Regions from separate parts of the Bos taurus genome. Here region 1 is linked to region 2. Evidence: chromatin contacts called from public Hi-C data. All regions are on one chromosome and are shown on one strand. The core of a region is the stretch at or near the end of the contact, and the rest is flanking DNA. Distances in the headings are between cores, read along the strand shown. Region 1 holds the start of PAQR8 (progestin and adipoQ receptor family member 8). Region 2 overlaps LOC132343630 (a long non-coding RNA gene).

Evidence for each region. Hi-C and Micro-C count contacts between places; a contact is called where the count stands out from the background.
Region 1: a contact with region 2 is called in a Hi-C map of an unstated tissue, with 4 times the contacts expected there. The contact joins the promoter of PAQR8 here to the enhancer-like site in region 2. A contact is called at or near these places in 3 of 11 Hi-C or Micro-C datasets (liver, skeletal muscle and an unstated tissue).

The regions. Positions count from the first base shown.
Region 1 is chr23:24,819,354-24,825,479 of ARS-UCD2.0, reverse strand. It overlaps PAQR8 (progestin and adipoQ receptor family member 8), which reads right to left and starts at 2,493. Exons shown (of 1, transcript NM_001101135.2): 1 at 1-2,493. The coding sequence starts at 2,474. The coding sequence ends at 1,410.
Region 2 is chr23:24,726,734-24,732,498 of ARS-UCD2.0, reverse strand. All of the region lies in intron 2 of LOC132343630 (a long non-coding RNA gene), which reads right to left. It overlaps LOC112443867 (a long non-coding RNA gene), which reads left to right. Exons shown (of 3, transcript XR_003032283.2): 3 at 3,278-3,684. Among named protein-coding and RNA genes, the nearest start is that of MCM3, 18 kb to the right of the region's middle. Within about 2 kb of position 4,273, at least 10 of the 102 cell types and tissues checked have an H3K27ac peak or open chromatin away from gene starts, as enhancers often do.

The DNA of each region.
Region 1 (6,126 bases), core at 1,244-3,743, 95 kb before region 2:
AGGCACAAACCCTACACATCTCTCAAGAGAAAGGGAAAAAAAAAGATGCGAAGACAGTAACCTAGGAAGAGAGGAGGTTCATCAAACTGGAGTGAAAAGCCACCTCCCTTTTTAGTAAACAGAGACCTTATACTGATAGGAAATGCAGTCTTTGGGGAGGGTTTCAATGCAGCCCCCTTCCCTGGATCACTGCAGAAGGCGGTCCTCAGGGGGCTGCGAAGCCAGGACACATCAACTGTAAGAACCCACCCCCAACCCCCATCCCACAGAAGCTGCTGGCCAGTGATGTCCTAGCCGAACATTCTGCCTACAGGGTGCTCAATTCACCAGCCTCACCCAAAGGAGCCTTCGGGGACCAACCTTGCATGAGTACACACACATGCCTGTTCTGGGGCTTGATTTAAGCTGCTCTAAGCTGAGGTACAATGCTTTCCCAAGGACCGTGAACTAGGATAGTTACATGGGTCCTTCATGGGGCAGCATCTATTTAAGAGGCTGGACCTTGAGTTCCTCTTGAAATAATCAGATCCCTAGAACCAATTCACTCTACCAGGGGCTTTTTGAACATGCTGGTCAAAATCTGGAGAAGATTATCTGAAGAAAGCTCCAGATCTTCTGGCATGTAAGGCAGCCCTAGTAGATATCAAGTAATCCTGCAGTGCACAGGGATAAAACAGAAGGGTCCCATGACACCAAACAGTAGCCATGCTTACTGGCTGGGCCTCCTGATGGCTCTTGGCACTGTATTTTCTAGTACCGTTTCCATTAGTATTATATGAGAGTAAATATCCTGAATGTCTGCCTGGATCCAAGCATTTCCCGGAAGCATGACTGCTTCATCGTCCTCGCTATGCCCATGCAAGGTACAGCTGGGAGTGAATAGCACTCTGGAGAAAACAGCCAGGCAGACATCATCCTGAGAAAAGCGGGCTAGAGAAGGGACCAGAAGTCAGACGAATCCAGTATCCAATCACCAAAGACCAGCATCGCAGAAGAATGCCCATTTCAATACAGTGTGGTCCAGCCACCTTGTAATTTTTTCAGTCCAGTTAGATTTTCCCTTTAGTCCAGGGCTGGCCCCCGGAGGCCACAGTCAGATTTCTACTCAACTTTCAGGCATGAAGATGGTTCTTAATTCCGTGTCCAACGAACCTTAGCCGAGGTCCCTTCCCTTCCTGTGTCTCGCAAGGCTACAGCCCAGAGGATGAAAGATAAACCTTTCATTCACGACAATGATAACAAAACTCTTGGAACCTTTGGCGTCCCAATGCCATAGCCATAGCCACCCTTGGAAATATGTACTCATTTAAAAGCCCACTCTTAAAAACACAAAGTCATCTCCTACTGTTGACTCAAGTTCTCCCCAAATCACGACAGGCTGCCTCCACACCGCGCCCCACCTGGCAGCCTCAGGAATCTTTCTTGGTCAGTCTGGCCTTGATTTTTTGTCTCAAGAAGGCTGCAGTGCCTGCACTGCAGCCCACCACGAGGAAGAAGGAGAGGCAGGCCAGGTAGATGGACAGGGGGCTGTGGCGTGGCAGGTAGATGTCCTGTCGCCCCTTATAGTCCAGGAGGATGGCCTCCAGCTGGGAGAGTGTGCAGACAGACAGAAAGGTGTGGAAGATCTGGTGCCCGTGGCCCACGATGTCACAGGAACCAGGGAAGTACTTCTCCGGAACCGGGCAGGAGAAGAAGTAGGCACTGACCAGGAAGAAGATGATCTGGAGGGTGTGGTACCAGGCTGCTGGGTCCTGGCAGCCAGACAGGTGGCATAGAACCACGCGATGTACCACGGGGCTGATGTCCAGGATGTAAGCCAGCCCGGACGGCACCACCTGGCAGATCTTCCTCATGACCGGGTAGGGCCGGCGGTAGCGGTACTTGGCGTAGCAGCAGCCGGCGCAGGATAACCAGCCACAGAAGGCGGCGGCGGGCAGGAAGAGGAGCCAGAAGTGCTCGTACCAGGCTTGGTCGGAGGTGTAGAAGAAGTGGACCAGGGCGCTGCCGTACTGGTAGACGCTCACGCCCACGTAGTCCACGAAGTAGAAGGTGTAGTGCGAGAGCTCCGACTTGGACTGCAGCAGGTGGGCCAGGAGGCTGAAGGTGAGGTACGTGATGGAGGACAGGACATAGACGAGCAGGGGCAGCGTGTAGGCAGAGGCCCACGGCAGGCCCTCGGCCTCCACAAAGGCCCAGAACCGCAGGAGGACGGCCAGGGCCGCCAGCAGGTGAGTCCAGACGTTGACCACCTCATTGTGTTTCTGAAAGAGGCTGAAGAAGTAGTAGCGCCACTCATGGCCGGTGGGGCGGTACCCGGCGCGGATGTAGGGCTCCCGGAAGAGCTGGGGCACGTCGGTCTCGGGGACGGTGCCGGGCATCTTGGGCAGCCCATCCTCCAGGATCTTGGGCAGGCGTCGCAGATGCTGCCCGCTCACGGACAGGGTGCTCAGACGCTCCAGGATGGCGGTCGTCATGGCTGCCCCGGGATGCTACCTACAGGAAACAGTAAAAATGGGCAAAGATGCCGTGAGAGAGGGGCAGGTTTTCTAGTGCAGCTGGGCAGGCGGGGACTGTAGACAGCTTCTTTGAGCCTCATTCTTTTTTCATATGTAGAATAATAGAGTTGGACCAAGGTCCCTTACTGTCCTGATATTCTGATTTTGACATCTCTTCTACCCTCTACAGTGTGAGGCCAAGTTGCATCTTGTAAAATGGAATGTTGTTGCTAAGTCACTTCAGTCATATCCGACTCTGTGCGACCCCAGAGATGGCAACCCACCAGGCTCCCCCGTCCCTGGGATTCTCCAGGCAAGAACACTGGAGTGGGTTGCCATTTCCTTCTCCAAAAGGGAATGTTAGCAACCCTATTTTTATGACATCTACCAAGTAACTAAGGGTACCTTTAAAGCTTTGCTAGATGATATTTGCTAGATGGCTCAGTGGTAAAGAATCTGCCTGCCAATGCAGGAGACTCAAGAGATGCAGGTTCGATCCCTGGGCTGGGAAGATCCCCTGGAGAAAGAAATAGCAATCCACTCCAGTATTCTTGCCTGGAAAATCCCATGGACAGAGGAGCCTGGTGGGCTACAGTCTCTGGGGTCACAAAGAGTTGAACACAACGAGCACACACCCTTAAACAAGACAATATTAAAATGTAATCAGACAGGCTCTAAAAGTACAAAGTATTTTACTGAAATACAAAAATGATCAATGTTGATATGATGAATGAGAGTCTACATTTCTTGAGCACTAATCTTAAATTACCCACTAATTTCACTGAGAACTTGAAAATCTGAGATAAGCAATAGTAACTTGAAATTCAAGGTCATCCATAGGGTGGTAAAGACCAAGGAATATTCTGGGAAATCTTAAGAGTTGAACAAAATTAACATGTGGCCTAAATTTAACATGAAATCTAATTGCAAAGATTGTGTGTGTGTGTTTAAATTATGCTCTGGAAAGCAAGTAGTTTTGGACTCGCCTTTCCTGAGTACCCAAATCTCTATCCAATAAGTTTCAGGCTTCAAAAATTTAACTTGCACTTGGAATTTTTAGGTGATAACATGAACCAGATGAGCACGGTGATTATTTCATAAAAGAGCTGCAAAATTTCAGATAAAGTTACTGAATAAAGCAATAGATTTTCAGTCTATCTACAGATACCTTCTTATTCCTCAAACTCTTTTCTTCAGAAAAATTCAAAACCTGATTGATTCAAATGTCCTCCCTTTCTTTAGAGTCCTTTAGCAAAGGATACAGCAGTGTTTCTCAGGGCACTGCAGATTTTAGCCAAGAAAATGTCATCTTCCCATACACACTTCTTAATCAATATTAAAAGGGAAAAAAATACCTCATAGGGTCAAAAATGTAGGGCATGAAAATTAATAAAATGTAAAAAAAAAAAAAGTCTAGGGAGACTTGGAGTTAAGCGTTTGGGTGGCTGCTCCCTGGGCGACTTTGGGCCAGTCACAGACCTTGCCAAGCTTCAGTCTCTTCATCTGTAAAATGGGGTGATCATTGTCCATATTGGGTGCGATGTTTTGATGGTTAAATGAGAGACTCTAAATAAAGTGAGGAGCACTCTGCCTGGCCCATCTGGGTGCTTGAATGTCAAATCCTGCTGCTATGTTATAACTGGGAGCTGGGCTCTGTGCTGGGGTATGGAGACTGATTAGATCTGCTCCCTGCCTTGGAGGAGGTCAGACTCTACAGGATGGACAGATACACAGGTAAATCATGACAGAAACCTGGGATGAGTGCCCCACGAGAGGCGAGGGCAGTTCACTGTTTCTTGTGTTTTAACAATTGATAAAATATATTTATTTAAGGACAGTACAGGGGCCACCCATAAGCGATACATGAATAGAACAGAGAACACACATCCAAACAATTCGAATAAGAGAGATATACTTGTTGCCCACAGACCACGAGGTCTCTGTAAACAACCAAAGCAGAAGGTGGAAGGGGTGGGTGAGCGGGCTTTTCCAAGTGACCCCTGAACTAACTTTTAAGGAAAAGTCAGAATTCCCAAGAGACAATGGGGAAGTGGGTTTGGGTTGGGGTGTCGGAGAAGGCAGTGGCACCCCACTCCAGTACTCTTGCCTGGAAAATCCCATGGACAGAGGAGCCTGGTAGGCTGCAGTCCATGGGGTCGCTGAGAGTCGGACACAACTGAACGACTTCACTTTCACTTTTCACTTTCATGCGTTGGAGGAGGAAATGGCAACCCACTCCAGTGTTCTTGCCTGGAGAATCCCAGGGACGGCGGAGCCTGGTAGGCTGCCGTCTATGGGGTCGCACAGAGTCGGACACGACTGAAGCGACTTAGCAGCAGCAGCAGCAGCAGTGGGGGTACAAGATGTCCAGGCAGAGAGCAGGGTCAAAGCCCAGGCTCCCGAGGAGGGGGCCCTTGTGTGGCTGGAAGGATGACGCTGGCTCCAGAGATCTGGATCCCGTTGACATGCCTGCAGCGCCAGCCTGGGCTTTGTCATCTGGGAAGCAGAGCTAATGACATAGGACTTTATGATGTAATGCCTGTAAAGCGTTCAACACGGGGCTTGCTCCCAAATCCTCAACTGGCAAAATGTTGCCATTATTATGACATGGTTGGTGGTTGGTGCGAGAGGCAGGGGGCATTGATGAGCAGAGGGCCCAAGGCCTGCTCTATACCGGGTCCTGAGACATCTGTTTAGCCAGCACCCACCATGGATCCCCCACCAGGATCCGGCTGTGAACTGTGCCCATAGAGGAATTAAAGACACCAAGAGAAACTAAGAGTCAGTCAGAAAGACAGAAAGAGGGGAAGCGGGAAACGGAAAAAACAAAAAGGTATCATTTGAATACCTTAATTCATTTAAAAACAAGAAAACAGAAAGAGGAAAAGCTAAGCAGTGCTTCCGCTATCAGCCAGCAGAGGGATCCAAGAGCCCGGAGTTTTAAGTTCGGTACAGCCTCGCCTCCAGCTGACCTCTGTGGCAGTTGGTGACTGAGCACAGCAGGGGAGGTGGGGCATGGGTGGGGTGCACTGGCCCTGGGATCGATGGATCCACTGCAGGGCTCGGCCTGGAACGGGACGGCACCGAAGCTAAGATCTGCGTTGGCTGAGAAGCTCTAATGGGAAAGCAACGCTCGCGGGGGCCTTGGGGAGCTAAAGGGCTCTATTCTTTACACACAGGTTTCTACCATGTCTGGTGAAGCACAGAGGGAGATGAAATGAAAGTTATCAGTTTGGTTTTACTGTTGAAAAAAAAAAAGAGGTGAGTCACTGGGGGTATGAGCTGTGGGAGAAGGAATCCCGGAAGAAGCTGCTTGCTATGCTCCACCCGCATTGCCCACTAAGTGCTGTGTGCTTAGTCGCCCAGTCGTGTCTGACTCTTTGCAACCCCATGGACTGTAGCCCGCCAGGCTCCTCTGTCCGTGGACATTCTCCAGGCAAGAATACTGGAGTGGGTTGCCATTTTCTCCTCCGGGGTATCTTCCCGACCCAGGAATCGAACCCACATCTGCTGCATCTCCTGTATTGCAGGTAGATTCTTTACCTGCTGAGCCATCAGGAAAGCACCCTACTACCCCCTTAGACAGGCTTAACTTCACCAAGACAGAGTGGGCACTGCTTCCAGAAATAGG
Region 2 (5,765 bases), core at 3,024-5,523:
TGAGAAGCCCTAAGATGGTAATGAGTTAGTAGTAACTAAGGAGGAAGCCCAGACTTGTGAAGATCTTAGGAGGAGTTATTGCTGAAGACAGGTCACGAATAGGTCTTACATCAAAGGAAATCATAAGGTCAAGAAAGCAGAAGAGAAACTTACATTTCCTCTAGTTCAGTGGGGGTTGGCTACATTGCTATTTCCAAGTGAAAGATGATAAAAGTTTAGTGAGATAATTTCCCAGACAGGTGGGCGGGGAATATGCTATTGCAATGAAACTGCAGTCAGCCCCAAGATTGTGACAGTGACTAATAAACTCTACCCCAGATAGGGTTTTAGGAAATACGTTTAATTACTTCATAAAAGGAATAAGCTTAATCTTTAAAGGCTTAAGTGTCAGAATATTCAGTCCTGTCCAAGTCAAAAATCAGCCATCAATAACAAGCAGACCTTCCAGTTATAAACAACTTTAGAAGAGGATGACCACTGTATATTCCTACTCCAAGATGCTGGTCCAATAACCAACATGAAATTTGGTTGGTTTCTGTATCTATGGTGGTTATTTCACTTTATGCTCTGTGCCTATTACAATCCCTAGAACATAGTAAGGCTCAATAAGTATTTGTGGAATGAACTGTTGACTTCATGTTTACCCCATTATATTTATTAAACTACCTTGGAGACAAACCCTGAGATAGAGCGTTTCAGCCATCTTCTCAGCTGACATTCTGTGGGATCTGGTCTTTTAAAATAACCTGAGGATGTTAGTGGGCTTCCCAGGTGGCTCAGTGGGTAAAGAATCCCCCTGCAATGCAGAAGATGCCATTTCTATCCCTGGGTCTAGAAGATTCCCTGGAGTAGGAAATGGCAACCCACTCCAGTATTTTTACCTGGAGAATTCCATGGACAGAGGAGCCTGATGGGCTATAGTCCATAGGGTTGCAAAAAGTTGGACACAACTGAAGTGACTGAGCACACACGCATAAGGATGTTAGTGCATCAAGGGACTTTAGGGTTAGGTGAGTTAACCTATTTGTTCTACAAGAAACACTTGAAAAACAGAGGGGTGGTAACTTTTCTAAGGTCACACAGCCAATAGAGCTAGGATACAAATGCATTATCTCTGACTTCTAATTCTGTCTAGGATGAACGCTAGCTCTTAGAGGAGGAGTAACCTAAAGGACACATAATATTATTGAAGTGGATTTTCATTAGGAGGAAAAGCATCAGGAAAGGCACTGCAGTGGCATGAGCAGAAGTCCTCTGCAGCTTCTTAGTTCAAGCTCTAGGCAGTTCATAGGGTTTTCCACATGAGTTGGCAATGCCAGAACTCTCATGTTAAAGTATATTCTTCCTTGTGGTTTTCATCCTGAAAATGTTAAGGAATAACTTAACTTAATAACTTCACAGGATCTCCTGTGAAGCAGATCCTCCTTCATAATAATAAAGTCAAAATCCAGAGTTAAGATTTTAACTAAAAGCCAGAAATCTGAGATTGAAAATGATCTTGTCTTTTTTGTCCCCCCAAAATACTATCTCTTCATGTGTTTCTTTGTGGGGGAACTGCATGATCAGGACAAGTAAAATCTGTGAAGTAGTTTGGTTTTTCAAGGCACTCTTTGATTTTAGCGCATGGGAGGGGACTTTCCACTGAATTTCACTAATATGTTAGCTTGGAGAAGAGAGTCAGAAGGCCTGGAGAAATTAAAAGTCCTTTAGCAGAAGTCATCTGTGAAGAAAAGAAGACAATCTCAAATCTCCACTAAGAACCTAGTCTTATTTGTGCTGGGCCATTCTATCGCAAGAGTCAGACAGGACTTCGTGACTAAATCACCACCATTTTGTCCTGGCTACTGTACTGCTGAGTCTGTAAGAAAATGGGCAGAGGATGCCGATGTGTGGTTTACACAGATATAATGACATTCACACCCTTAACTGGTTCATAATGGCAGGGCTGATATTCATCAGCTAACTCAACCTTGAGCTTCCTGGTGGGTGCCCACACCTACCTGGGGGAGAAACATTTCACTGACCATCATGAGGAAAAGCATACACACCCACACATCACTCTGGCCAGCTCAGCTCAGTGGTGCCCACAAGCCGCCAGGCATGCTCTGTGGATCCAGCTGGGGAAGCGCTGCATGGCTGCTATGCTGTGGCTGGGAGTGGGGAGGCTGAGCAGTGGCTGCCCTGGCCCAGGCCATGCAGGTCCAATTGAACCAAGCCATCCTCCATCTGTGGTCATTCACACTATGCTTATAGAGACACTTTGTCCCCCCGACCTTGGAAGACGAGCCCCCAGGACCAGGGTGCTCCCCACGCTGCTTCGTATTTGGCAGATCCTCTGAGTGTGTAGACTAAGCCCCCACAGATGGAGGCAAGCCTTCCGGATGTCTCAGGAGACATTTTATTATATCTGCAAAAAGCTGGTCTGCATCTTCAAAGGGAGGCCACCCACTTGAAACTGCTTCTCTCTGTGCCTCAGAAAGCAGCTGTTAGACCATATTGGCTGGCCTCCCTGGTGCCTCTGACCTTGAGTGTTGATCTAGAGCTGGGCATGCCTTTCGAGACATTGGAGATGCCATCTGTGCTATCTTTCAGGACCTCCAGAAAAGGCAGCCTGACCTACAGGAGGTCGTGGAAAGATCCCAGTGTGAGTTAGGACTACTGGAGGCATACGTAGAAAACTATCTTAACAGCTGTCAGTGCCTTTCATGTCCTGCTGGTCTCGACCTTTATTTCAGCCAAGTGTTTGTCAGTTGCCCTGGATCCAGCCATAATTCACATGTGTTGGAAGCAAGTCAGCTTTGCCATAGGGGAGATGCAGGCACTCTCTTACCCGCTGTCCAGAAAGAAATAGAGGAGTGTCACAGGGCTTGTCCCAGTGGGTGATGGAATATACCCTCTGTTTCAGTGGTGTACAGCTCAGTACCACCAACCTGTCACCCCTGAGGAGCTGCGTTTCAACAGGTGATCTGGGCTGTCTGGGGCACTGTGGAGCAGGCCTTCAGGCAGCTAACAGGCTAGCAGCAGCGTAGCCACTGGGAAGCGGAGTGTATCGGTGAGGTGGTCACTGGCTGTTGCTGGCTCCATAATCTGCATTGTTGTTGTTCAGTCGCTCAGCTGTGTTCAACTCTTTGTGACCCCATGGACTGCAGCATACCAGGCTTTCCTGTCCTTCACCATCTTCCAGAGCTTGCTCAAAGTCATGTCCATTGAACTGGTGATGCCATCCAACCATCTCATCCTCTGTTGTCCTCTTCTCATCCTGCCTTCTCTTTTCCAGCATCAGGGTCTTTTCCAAAGGTGGCCAAAGTATTGGAGCTTCAGCATCAGTCCTTCCAATGAATATTCAGGGTTGTTTGAGGAGAGGTCTAATGCCCAGAGTTGGACCACAGCCTCCACCCTCACTATGGCACACAGCAGAATCGCAAAGGATGAGGCACAAAAGCTGCTGAGGTTCCAAGTGCATCAAGCCAACAGCCGGTACCTGGCATTTCAGGCCGGGCCAACCCGAGGTGATACCTATCCATCCTGCTTTTTCATTTGACTTTCCCCTTCAGGTCCTTTTCCTTCTTTCCACATTAACCCTCCTTTTTTCCATTCCTGAGAATAAAGTACTGTTGCTGATGTTTGTATTAATAAGGCTCCAAGGTGTTGTATCTTCTTATAAAGTGCCAAGAGAGGGCATGCACGCAGGTCATCCCCAGCCGTAGGGGAACAAATTGTCTTCATTGTCAGAGGAGCCTATAAACAATTGGTTATAGGTGCGTGGCTGCTTTATAGCCCAAGCAGTTGATAGTGGCTGACATACACATCTGTTGGTTCTACTTTAAATTTCTTGAGTCTCACTTTGACCACTCATAAAGGCATGAACATTTATCTACCTCCCTTTACACCAGCACACACACAAATGTGCCCTTCTCTTCACCAACTCTGTTCAAATAATACTCTCTATTAGTTTCCTACTGTCTCTGTATCAGTGCCAGGTGGCACTATTGGTAAAGAACACATCTGCCAATGCAGAAGACATGAGACATGGGTTTGATCCCTGGGTCAGGAAGATCCCCTAGAGGGCATGGCAACCCATTCCAGTGTCCTTGCGTGGAGAAACCTATGGACAGAGGAGCTTAGCAGGCTACGGTCCACAGGGTTGAAAAAAGGCAAACACGACTGAAGTGACTTAGCATGCAAACATGCAAAGCACATATATTGTAACAAATTGCCACAACTTAGCAACGTAACATAAGTGGGACTTGCAGAAGGCACAGGGGTGACACAGTGTGGTCCTTTGGGAGAACTGCAGTTAGTTCTGCAGGGTGGGGTGAGAGGGGGAAATGTGGGGCTGCAGAGGATCCAAGGAGCTTGAACATTTTCCTAAGAGCCAAAGAGAAGCACTGATGGAAATTACCCAGAGAGGTGACATGATCACTTTGGCCTTTAAAAAAAGATAACCCTTTGGGAGTAAAGAGGGATGAACTGGATTGGGGAGGAGAGGGAACTGGGGACAGGAGGACCAGCTAGGAGGTGAGCAGGAGTTATACGGGAAGGGTGGAGAGTGAACTGTACAGTTGTGTGTGTGTGGTAGTTAATTAGAATATGCTAATCAATTGGACTACACAAGAACTTCTTCCTTGTTAAGCACCCGCCTTTTTCCAGTTGTGACTGGCCATTGTAGGACTGCAGCCCAGTAGCTCATTGGATGATGGGACTGTTCGTTCTCCAGGTTGAGTTAACCAGAGGGATTCCTGAAAGAGGTAGTTTCTGCCTTGACCCTTACAGTTTTCAGAAGGCGAGAACATTTCCTTGGTCTCTCTCAGTCCTCCTTCCAGCCTACCCTCACCCACCTAACTGAGGCTACAACTGTCAGAGGCAAACGGTGGGCTGGAGTCATGCAGAGCTGGACAGGAGCCTTGGTTTCCCCATCTTTCGAAGCGGAGCCAGATAACCCCTAGACCTAGCTGCAATCTGATTTAGCTGTGTTTACCTTGTGTCCTGCCCCTTTTTCAGTTTTCTCTCCTTCCCTCAGTGTCCTAGACGTGAAAAAACTCACTGGTGAACGTGTTGTATGTGGAGGCGGGTGGGGGCTGTGCGGACAACTTCAGGGTGAAAACTACACCACAATGAGAAAGCTCTACTAGTTTAAAAAGTGTAATTTAATAAAAGTTTCTGTTACTCTTTTTCCCTCCTTTAAGGTTTATGGGTGGGGGGGGGGGTGGTGGTGGGGTAATAGGTGGTTTTTAATGTTAATGATGAAAACAAAGCACAGGAGGAAGACTTTATTTTGCTCAGGGGACACAGTTGCAATGGGACAGGAGTTTATTTGCTAATTTGGAGGTGAGACTGAGAAGGCAATGGCAACCCACTCCAGTACTCTTGCCTGGAAAATCCCATGGACGGAGGAGCCTGGTAGGCCGCAGTCCACGGGGTCACTAAGAGTCGGACACAACTGAGCGTCTTCATTTTGGAGGTGAGAAAGAAGAACGAGCCTTGTCCTGAGCTGTTTCAGCCTTGAGGCAGGAGGAAGGCTGGTCCTGGGGCCCCAAGGACCCTAAGCAGCTGGAATCAGTGACTATGGAGGAGTGGCACTCAGTCCTTGGATCAGGAGGGTTAAAGCATAGTCCAGGCTCATGTTTCACTTGCGCCTGCACTCTGCCAAGAGAAAACTTCTGGGGAGAGAGCTGAGGGGGTATGTTAAGGTAAGCTTTGGGTGGATCCTAAACTTGGACAAGTTCTGAACTGGGGAAGCCCATCTCCTAGGACCCCAAGGTCCT